Linked DNA regions of Mus musculus: all the other regions are linked to region 2. Evidence: chromatin contacts called from public promoter capture Hi-C data. All regions are on one chromosome and are shown on one strand. Each heading gives the region's core, a stretch centred on a gene start, on an enhancer-like site or on the middle of the called end of the contact. The rest is flanking DNA. Distances are from core to core; before and after follow the strand shown. Region 1 holds the start of Il13 (interleukin 13). Region 2 has its middle 4.4 kb from the start of Gm19835. Region 3 overlaps Rad50 (RAD50 double strand break repair protein).

Evidence for each region. Promoter capture Hi-C pulls out the DNA fragments that hold promoters and counts their contacts. Capture Hi-C pulls out chosen DNA fragments and counts their contacts.
Region 1: a promoter capture Hi-C map of the HPC-7 cell line shows a contact between it and region 2. The contact joins the promoter of Il13 here to the enhancer-like site in region 2. A contact is called at or near these places in 13 of 39 promoter capture datasets (the C10 cell line, the HPC-7 cell line, HPC-7-derived erythroid cells and 8 more), 2 of 15 datasets of contacts at CTCF or cohesin (embryonic stem cells and large pre-B cells), 38 of 484 Hi-C or Micro-C datasets (B cells, the Ba/F3 cell line, CD4 T cells and 14 more), 6 of 115 datasets of contacts at active chromatin or transcription factors (embryonic hindbrain, embryonic midbrain, embryonic stem cells and 2 more) and 4 of 9 other capture datasets (adipose tissue, embryonic stem cells, liver and 1 more).
Region 3: a promoter capture Hi-C map of adipose tissue shows a contact between it and region 2. The contact joins two enhancer-like sites. A contact is called at or near these places in 3 of 39 promoter capture datasets (the C10 cell line, the HPC-7 cell line and embryonic stem cells) and 2 of 9 other capture datasets (adipose tissue and liver).

What each region holds. Positions count from the first base shown.
Region 1 is chr11:53,633,420-53,636,354 of GRCm38.p6, forward strand. It overlaps Il13 (interleukin 13), which reads right to left and starts at 1,283. Exons shown (of 4, transcript NM_008355.3): 1 at 1,075-1,283. The coding sequence starts at 1,215.
Region 2 is chr11:53,490,665-53,493,460 of GRCm38.p6, forward strand. No RefSeq gene overlaps it. Among named protein-coding and RNA genes, the nearest start is that of Gm19835, 4.4 kb to the left of the region's middle. Within about 2 kb of position 1,542, at least 60 of the 459 cell types and tissues checked have an H3K27ac peak or open chromatin away from gene starts, as enhancers often do. A contact at or near this core is called in the HPC-7 cell line, adipose tissue, bone marrow-derived macrophages and 3 more, where this site is marked.
Region 3 is chr11:53,681,942-53,684,649 of GRCm38.p6, forward strand. Rad50 (RAD50 double strand break repair protein) reads right to left here. Exons shown (of 25, transcript NM_009012.2): 12 at 2,185-2,360; 13 at 1,261-1,498. Among named protein-coding and RNA genes, the nearest start is that of Rad50, 24 kb to the right of the region's middle. Within about 2 kb of position 1,425, at least 12 of the 459 cell types and tissues checked have an H3K27ac peak or open chromatin away from gene starts, as enhancers often do. A contact at or near this core is called in adipose tissue, where this site is marked.

The DNA of each region.
Region 1 (2,935 bases), core at 33-2,532, 140 kb after region 2:
GGCAGGGGAAATGCCTTATCTGAAGCTTGCCACTGTCTGGGCAGGAGGACGGGGGTCTACAGAGAAGGCCAGAGTGAGGTTTTATAAAGGAGGGGTGGGGGAGGCTGCTGTTGACCTAGTCAAGTCAAGTGGGAGGCAGTGGGAGCCTAGTGGACCACTTCTCTTCTCTGAATGAGACACCATGTTAGGGACACACACACGAGGCCTCAGGTGAGATTCTTAAAAGGCTTGAGTCTGACATTAGCCTCCCTGGACCTCACAAAAGGAAACCACCATGCCAGCCTCTGGGGGTGTCAATAAAGATAAGACAGCATCCAGTGCCAGGCTTGGCAGTAATCAGTGGTCAGATGCTATGAGCTGATTTTCCAGTAGAGAGAGGAGTTGGCGTCACTGCGTCCTGTCCCACTGACTGAAACCCTGACAGGGACATGGGTTAAGAAATCCAGATGGACATGACATGGGAAACCCAGCTGGCAGATGCCAAATGGTTCTAGGAAGCTGCTGGCTCGTCCCGGTTTTCCTCTGTGGAAGAGTCCCGAGCTAGTAGAAGTGGGGCCAGGCCTCGGGTGACTCTGCCAACCCCTGCAAGGTCCATCTGTTAGCCATGGCCACGCCATTTTGAGAAAATCCTCCATTTTGGATAAACAGTGGTCGCCACTCCTACACGTCCCTGATAACGACTAGCCAGTCATTATCAGATCAGATAAGGATCAGCTGGCCCTCTTGCTTGCTTCTTTGAATACTGATAGCAAGCTTTGGACCAACATCTCAACTCTTCCCTGTCCCCATAACTATCCCTAGGCTATGAGCAGTTGGAGAGCTGTCTGGTTTCCCCATCCAGAGGTTTCTTCTCCACGGGTTTTCTTAGATTAAACCTGTCCTGTTGTAAAGGTCTTTTCTTTGGGGGAACCCTTTACTGTCCATACACTGTTGCACCCTCCCCCCCCCCAAGTTAGCTGCTCTTCTTCCTCATTTTTGAGCCCGGTGACCAGGGGGCTTCGTCTGTCACTCACACAGGCCCAGACCCAGCCTGCTCATGACCTCTTCCGGGAAGGGGCTGTGTGTGCTACTCACCTGGTCTTGTGTGATGTTGCTCAGCTCCTCAATAAGCTCCTTAAGGGTCAGAGGGAGAGACACAGATCTTGGCACCGGCCCTGGGGCGGCGAGACCACCAAGGCAAGCAAGAGCCAGGACTGCAGTCACCCAGAGCGCCATGAAGCCCAGAGCCAGTGAGAGAACCAGGGAGCTGTAGAACTGTGGGCTGGCCTAGGCTGCTGGCTTGTGGCCTTAGCCTGTTGAAGCAGCTTTTATAAACCAAAGTGATGACGCCTCACCCCTGGTCTCTGCTTTGTTGGGCATTATCTGAAAACCACATCTTTACTCATCTTGAATTTTTTTTTTTCTTTTTTGGAAAATCCAGTGGCCGCTAAAGGAAAGAGTCTGATTTAGTGGATTTATTGAGAAGGGTCTGGGACAGGGTTTCCAGGTTCTGGGTGGTTTATTTCCACGGTGGGCATCAGCAAAGCTAACTTCCGCCCCAGTAATTCCACCCGCTGACCGCCCCAAGCTCCTGAGCAGCCAGCCCAATGCTGACCCCTTGATCACTAAGTACTTGTCACCCTTTGGGCAGGTGAGTATCAGTCTATTAGCTGTGAGAATTGGGGAAGTTTTCTCCTTTCTTTCTTTCTTCCTTCCTCCCTTCCTTCCTTTCTTCTTTCTTTCTTTTCTTTTTTTCTTCTTAATTTCAACAAACGTATCTGATAAATCACCAAAGCAATGCATGGTTTGGATACAAAATTTAAACAGGACAGAGAGACTAAGAAGCCACTTCCAACCACACTATTGTTCCTCAGCTGCACGAGTGGGAGGGATATAGACGTTTGTACTGCCCAAAGGTTCGCTGAAATGCAGCTGGCTCAGGTATTCCCCTGACCTTTAAGGAGTAAATCTCTTCTGATGCTAATTCTGCCAGTGGGCAGCTTGAACACCCGGCCCACCAGTGTCTTCTCTTGACCCTTCTGTTGGGACACTATATCTGGGTTGGGCCAGCAGCAGGCTGCCCAAACTCCAGCCCAGGCCAAAGAGCATTAATGCTGTTGATAAGGCCGAGACTGTGGCCATCACACTCCCCCAGCCCCCACCCCTACCCCAACCTCCACGTCTCCGCAGAAGCTGCGCTGATCCTGCAAGGGCCTCAAATTTCCCAGAATGTTGAAAATGATTGGAGCTGCAGCATCTCTGCTGCAGGGACACCCGCACATAGCCTTTTCCCTACTCTTTCCTCATACTGAGCCACCCACCCCCTGCAGAGGCCGCAGCATTTGCCTATTGGGTAGTGATGTCAAGATGCACCCTCACCCACTTCCTCCCTCAGGCCAGCAGAGGCCCCTCCATGGCCCCTCTTCTTTCTCAGACTCTTTCCCCACCCGTTTCTTCTCCTCAGCCAGATTCCATCTTCTCACAAATTTCCTGACGCCCTCACTCCTGCAGGGCCTAGTCCTGCCCAGCTCCCTTCCCACTGGGGAAAACATGACAGCTTTCTGTCCACAGTGGAGGTGCCCCCCGACCTTCTACAGATCTGGGAACTGGAAATCTGCCTCCGTCCCTTGTGCCCTCCCGGGATTTGAAGTGCCTTGCCTAGCCAAATGACCCCTGTGGGGCCTCAGTTTCTCAATCTGGAGGACAGGGCAAGGTGGCAGATCCCTTGGAGGTCTCCTGGGGTGGGGAAAGGCTTGGGGAAACACCTTGGGCGCTGCATGGGTGAGTCAACGGCCCCTGCCCCTCAAGACAAGCAGAAGGCATGCGGGCAGCAGCAGGTAGGCGCCCCACCCCCCCCGCGCGTGGGAGAAGGCGCACTGGCGCGGCGATGGCCCGCGGAGATAGAGGCGCGGCCTTATGTAACGGGAGATGGGGTCGATAAGAGGACGCCCGCGCC
Region 2 (2,796 bases), core at 292-2,791:
TGTATGCATATATCTCATGCCTTCCATTTAAAACCGTCAGTGCCAGTGAGGTGAACTTGCTGGGTGGGTGGGACCTGAAACTCTTTATTTGTTCCTTTCTCAGTATGGTCACATGGATAAACCTCTTTCCCTATACTTTGATATTTCTTGTCTCTTTAATTGGTAAAGTGAGGACATGTAGGTGACCACAGGGGGCTGCCAGGGCCTAGGCTTGTACCCTAAAATATCCAGAAGCAAGGGTGGCAAGCCCTTTGTAGTTATTAAGGCTACTTAGTTAAATAAACATAAATTTTACAAGCTCAGGCCAGGTCTAGAGAGATGGTTCAGTGGTTAAGAGACTGTTCTTCCAGAGGTCCTGAGTTCAATTCCCAGCAACCACATGGTGGCTCACAACCATCTGTAATGGGATCTGATGTCCTCTTCTGGTGGGTCTGAAGACAGCGACAGTGTACTTGTAAAAATAAATCTTAAAAAAAGAGAGAGGGAGGGAGACAGAGAGAGAGAGAGAGAAGGAGAGAGAGAGGGAGAGAGAGAGAGAGAGAGAGAGAGAGAGAGGGAGAGAGAGAGAGAGAGAGAGAGAGAGAGAGAAAGCGCTCAGGCCAAGCAGGATGCTGTGGCACCGCCTTTAATCCCAGCACTTGGGAGTCAGAAGTCAGTGGAACCTCAAGGCCAGCCTGGTCTATATAGTGAGCTCCTGGAAAAAAATAAAACAGGATGAAAAACCAACACCAACACCAAAAATATAAATTAAAAAAACAAACCCTCGGCTAGAAAGATGGCTCAGTGGGTTGGAGTCAGTACTGCTCTTCCACAGGACTGGGGTTCTGTTCCCAGCAGCCACAACCAACTCCAACAACAGGGATCCAACATCTTCATCTATCTGGTCTCTGTGGGCACTAGCGCCCATGTACACATACCCACACACATTCACATAATTACAAATAAAATAAATCTATTTCTTTTCAAGCGGCTTCAGGGACTGGTAAGATAGATCAGTGGATAAAGGTACTTGCTACCAAGCCTAATTACCTGAGTTCAATTCCCAGGACGCACATGGTGGAAGGAGAGAACTGATCCCCACAGTTGTTCTCTGACCTCCACAGTCACACTGTTACACACGAATACAAAATAAATAAATAAATGTAATTTAAAAAGTCTTCATAGTTCAAATACATTATATAACATTAGACTCTATTATGACTTTCAACCCACGCTGGCCACTAAATTCCACGCCTACGCCCGCTGAGCTGTGGTGGGCGCTTATGGTTTTGACCATTCTGATCCTTGTTATGGCAGTGGGAATCTCTTGTTTTGCGTGTGTGGCCTCTCATTATGGGCCCCTTCTGGCCTCTTAAGCGCCATCAGCAGGGGGGTCTCCAGCTAAAAGGGACTTGAGGGGGATGGGTGGCCAGCAGAGGCTGCAAAGGGACTTTGCCCAGATAGCAAGCTGTTTTTTTAGTCACGACTTCCTTCCGGAACAAATCATGTTTTGTTCTTGCTTACTAGCCCAGGGGAAGCGAGAAGGCCTCTCTCTCCTCCTTTCTCAGGCTTGCAGCCTGTTGTGCCTGATCTCAATGAGGTCATAGTTCTGAATCCTAGCACCAGGTCACATGCCCGAGTTGAAAACTCAGTTTTTGCATCTGCGATTTTTTTTTTCCAGGCTGTTTTTGTGATAGGTCAGACTGGTTGCTTGGTTGCTAAGTCGGGAGAGCAGCAAGCCTGGTCCTCTGAGACTTGGAAAAGCTGGGTACCCATGAGGTGATGCTCCTCAAGCAGTCCTCTGCTACTTTTCCTCCCCCCCATTTCTTTTCTGCCTGCTTAATTCTACTACATGAGGCATTTTGTTGTTGTTATTGCTTTAAGACAGGGTCTCATACAGCTCAGGTTAGCCTCAAACTTGTGATACACCTAAGGACAGCCTTGAATTTCTGATCTTTGTTTGTTTGTTTGTTTTGTTGTTGTTTTTTTGAGACAGGTTTTCTCTGTGTAGCCCCGGCTATCCTGGAACCCACTCTGTAGACCAGGCTGGCCTCGAGCTCAGAAATCCGCCTGCCTCTGCCTCCCAAGTGCTGGGATTAAAGGCATGCACCACCACTGCCCGGCTGAATTTCTGATCTTTCTACCTTCCTCCTCTCCAGGACTGGGGTTATAACTATGCACCACGATGCCTATTTTATGGGATGCTAAATATGGAGCCCAGGGTTTTTTATTTGCTAAGAAGATACTCTATGTATTGAGCTTTATCCCCATCCTTAATGTATAATATTTATTTTTACTTATGTGTACGTACGTATATGTGCCTGTCTGAGCAAGTGTGTGTACATACACATGAGCGCGCGCGCGCGCACACACACACACACACACACACACACACACACTGTGTTCAAGTGCCCAAAGAACCCAGAAGAGGGCATCAGATGCCCTGGAGCTGGAACAGGTTAAATTGTGAGCAGCCTAGTGTGGGTGCTGGGAAGTGAACTCTGCTGTTCTGCAAGAGCAACAAGTGCCCTTAAAGGCTGAGCCATCTCTCCAGCCCCACATACGGTAGAAGGTTTAACAGAAAAGATTCTTTTACCCACACCCCCTCCCCTCTGAGGGAATTTGGAGGCTTAGTTGGTTGGTTGCTTTTTTTTTTTTTTTTTTTTCCTCACTAGGCTGTCTGAATTAGGATGGGCCTAATTTAAGAAGCCTGCAGAATGCTGTTAAACCATGACCTTGATTGTGAAGTAGTGACCCTGCTGACTAGGCTAGATGATTCAGAGACTAGACTTCTTGCTGTGACAGATGAATACCAAT
Region 3 (2,708 bases), core at 175-2,674, 190 kb after region 2:
ATACATATAAACTAAAAATAAACTTTTTTAAAAAAAATCAAGTTTATTTCTGAAAAATTCCAAATTCTTTCTTAAAATTAAATTAATATGGCAAGTCTAAAAAGTACAATAAATTAAATTAGCTGCTAATAACAAGGAAAAAACAACAACCCAAATGTTGGCTATTACATGCTATAACTGTTACTGATTTTTTAAAAAGTATACACTATGACCAAGAAATGCCAACCTTAAAGTACTGTGGTAACAGACAAGTTCTTAAGGGAGGGTTGGAGGGGGGAGAAGAAACAATGAAGTGTTCCTATTTCATATGTATATTAACATGAGCAATCACTTCCATTTCTTATTACTTCCAAAAACCGTGGTCACAGACAGGCCTGTTACATGTAAAAAGGACAGTTATGATGACAGGATTTTGGCTAAGAACCAGGAGCAGTCACACAGTGCTAACAAAGTCTCACACAGGCAGGGAGTGGTCTACAAAGTGAGTTTCAGGACAGCCAGGGCTACAGAGAAACCCTGTCTCAAAAAAAACCAAAAATAAATAAATAAATAAGTAAAGTAAAGTAAGTAAAGAGGCTTCCTGTCTAGAGAACGGACTGTTAAGAGCTCTTTGGAGCAGGACATGGTGGCCCACACCCGACCTTGGGAGGGAGAAGCATGAGGATAAGGAGTTACCGATGAGAACGTCATACCCTTAAGGTTGTCTTGGGGAATGACAAGATTGCTTAGCGGGTAAAGATGCCAGCCACCAAGCCTAATGGCCCGAGTTTGAACCCCAGGACCTACATAATGGAAAGGAGAACTTCTGAAAGTTGTCCTCTGACGGCCACATGAATGACATTGCATGCCCATACCCACACTAAATAAATAAAATGTAGTTTTAAAAGTTAGAGGGTTTTTTGGGAGAGGGGGGCTTAGCAGTTAAGAGCACTGGTTACTCTTCCAGAGGACCAGGATTTAGTTCCCAGCCCTCACAGCCAGCTCACAACCATATAAAACTCCAGTCCCAGGGTATCTAATACCCATTTTGGGCTTCTACAGGTACCAAGTACCCATGTGGTGCACAGACATACATGTAGGCAAACATCCACACACATACATAAAAATTTTTAAGTTGTTTTTTAGAACTTTTCATATTTTGTTTGTGGGGTTTGGAAAATGACATCAACAAGCAGTTTAGAACTGTCGTAACTATGACTCAAGCCAAGCCTCAGGAAACACAGAGTAAAGACCACCCGAGCCAAGACTACTCAGGCTTACCTCACGGGCACAAGCCCAAGCATTTCATCACGGCGCCGCTCTTTTTTCTTCAGTTCCGATTCTGTTGACTTGAGTTTATCTGGAGCAAGCCTCAGCTTGGACTGCAAGTCGCTGATGACTTCCTGTAACTCAGCCTCTGTCTGAAATACTCTCTGACAGACTGGGCAGCAGGACTGGTTTTCATCTGTCAGCTGCGTAATGAACTGGGAGTAAACTGCTGTGGCTCCTGCCAGCATGGCTGTTTAAAAGGTTAGGAAACCCTAGTCAGACACACATGCATTTCTTCCATAATCATTATTCTTGCTTTATAAGTATACCCAAAGGAAATAAAGATTTTGACATTTAAATCTTCCTAAGGATACTCTATATTCTATTTGCATAATCTCTGGCATCTAACATTTTACTGAGATCTTCTATGTGCTAGGCATTCCTTACACACACAATCTCATTTGCTCCTCTTACTGTACTACATAATGCATAGCTTTATTTTCATTCTATAGAGGACAAATCTGAAGCACAAGAAAGGTTCAGCAAGTCCCAAAGCTACTTGTACAGTGAAGCTATACAGCCAGGAACAAGTTCAAGTCTTTTGGGTCTATGCAAAGTTTCTAAACCTCCAGGATAGTCCTTGGGCTGGAGGGGTGGCTGAGCAGTTAAGAGCACTTGCTGCTCTAGCAAGAGAAGCAGAGTTGGTTTTTAGCACCTACACTGGACAGCTCACTATCATCTGCAACACTACCTCCAAGGACGACCTGATGCCTCTGGCCTTGGTGGATACCTGACTCACATGCACATACCCCTTCATACACACAATTATAATTAATTTTCAAAGTAAGTCTTAAAATCTCTGATCCTTAGCAGTTACCTGTGAATGAAATTTCAAAAGTCAAAGTGCCTTGATGATCTCTATAAACTGTAACTTACCTCGCTGCTTTGAGGACTTTTCAATTTCTTCTTTAAGTCTGCCCAAATCACTTTCCAAATCTTGGCTACCACAAACATCAAATAGCTTATCTTCATAACTGGACAACTGTTCTTCCTTTTTCTTTAGCTCATTATTTATATGATTTTTATTTTGTTCAGCTGAAGCTAGCTCTTTGCTAAAATAAAAACAAATGTGGGATATTTGAAAAATTTAAATTATTTAGATTGAGTTTATGTGTCGGAATGCTTTGCCTCCACATAAGGGCATGCACTATGTATGTGCCTGGGACCCAAAGACATCAGAAAAGCATATCAGATGCCACAGAACTGGAGTTACAGGTGGTTGTGAGCCACTGCGTGCATGCTGGGAACTAAACCCAGAGCCAATGCAAGAGTAGCCAGTGCTCTTTACCACTGAGCCCTCTACTCCAGCTCCCTAGAAATTTGAAAATTTTGGTTAAAGAGCTACTACACAAACTCTGCCAAAAGTTGTTAAAGAGATATGTACAATTACTTTCCTATAC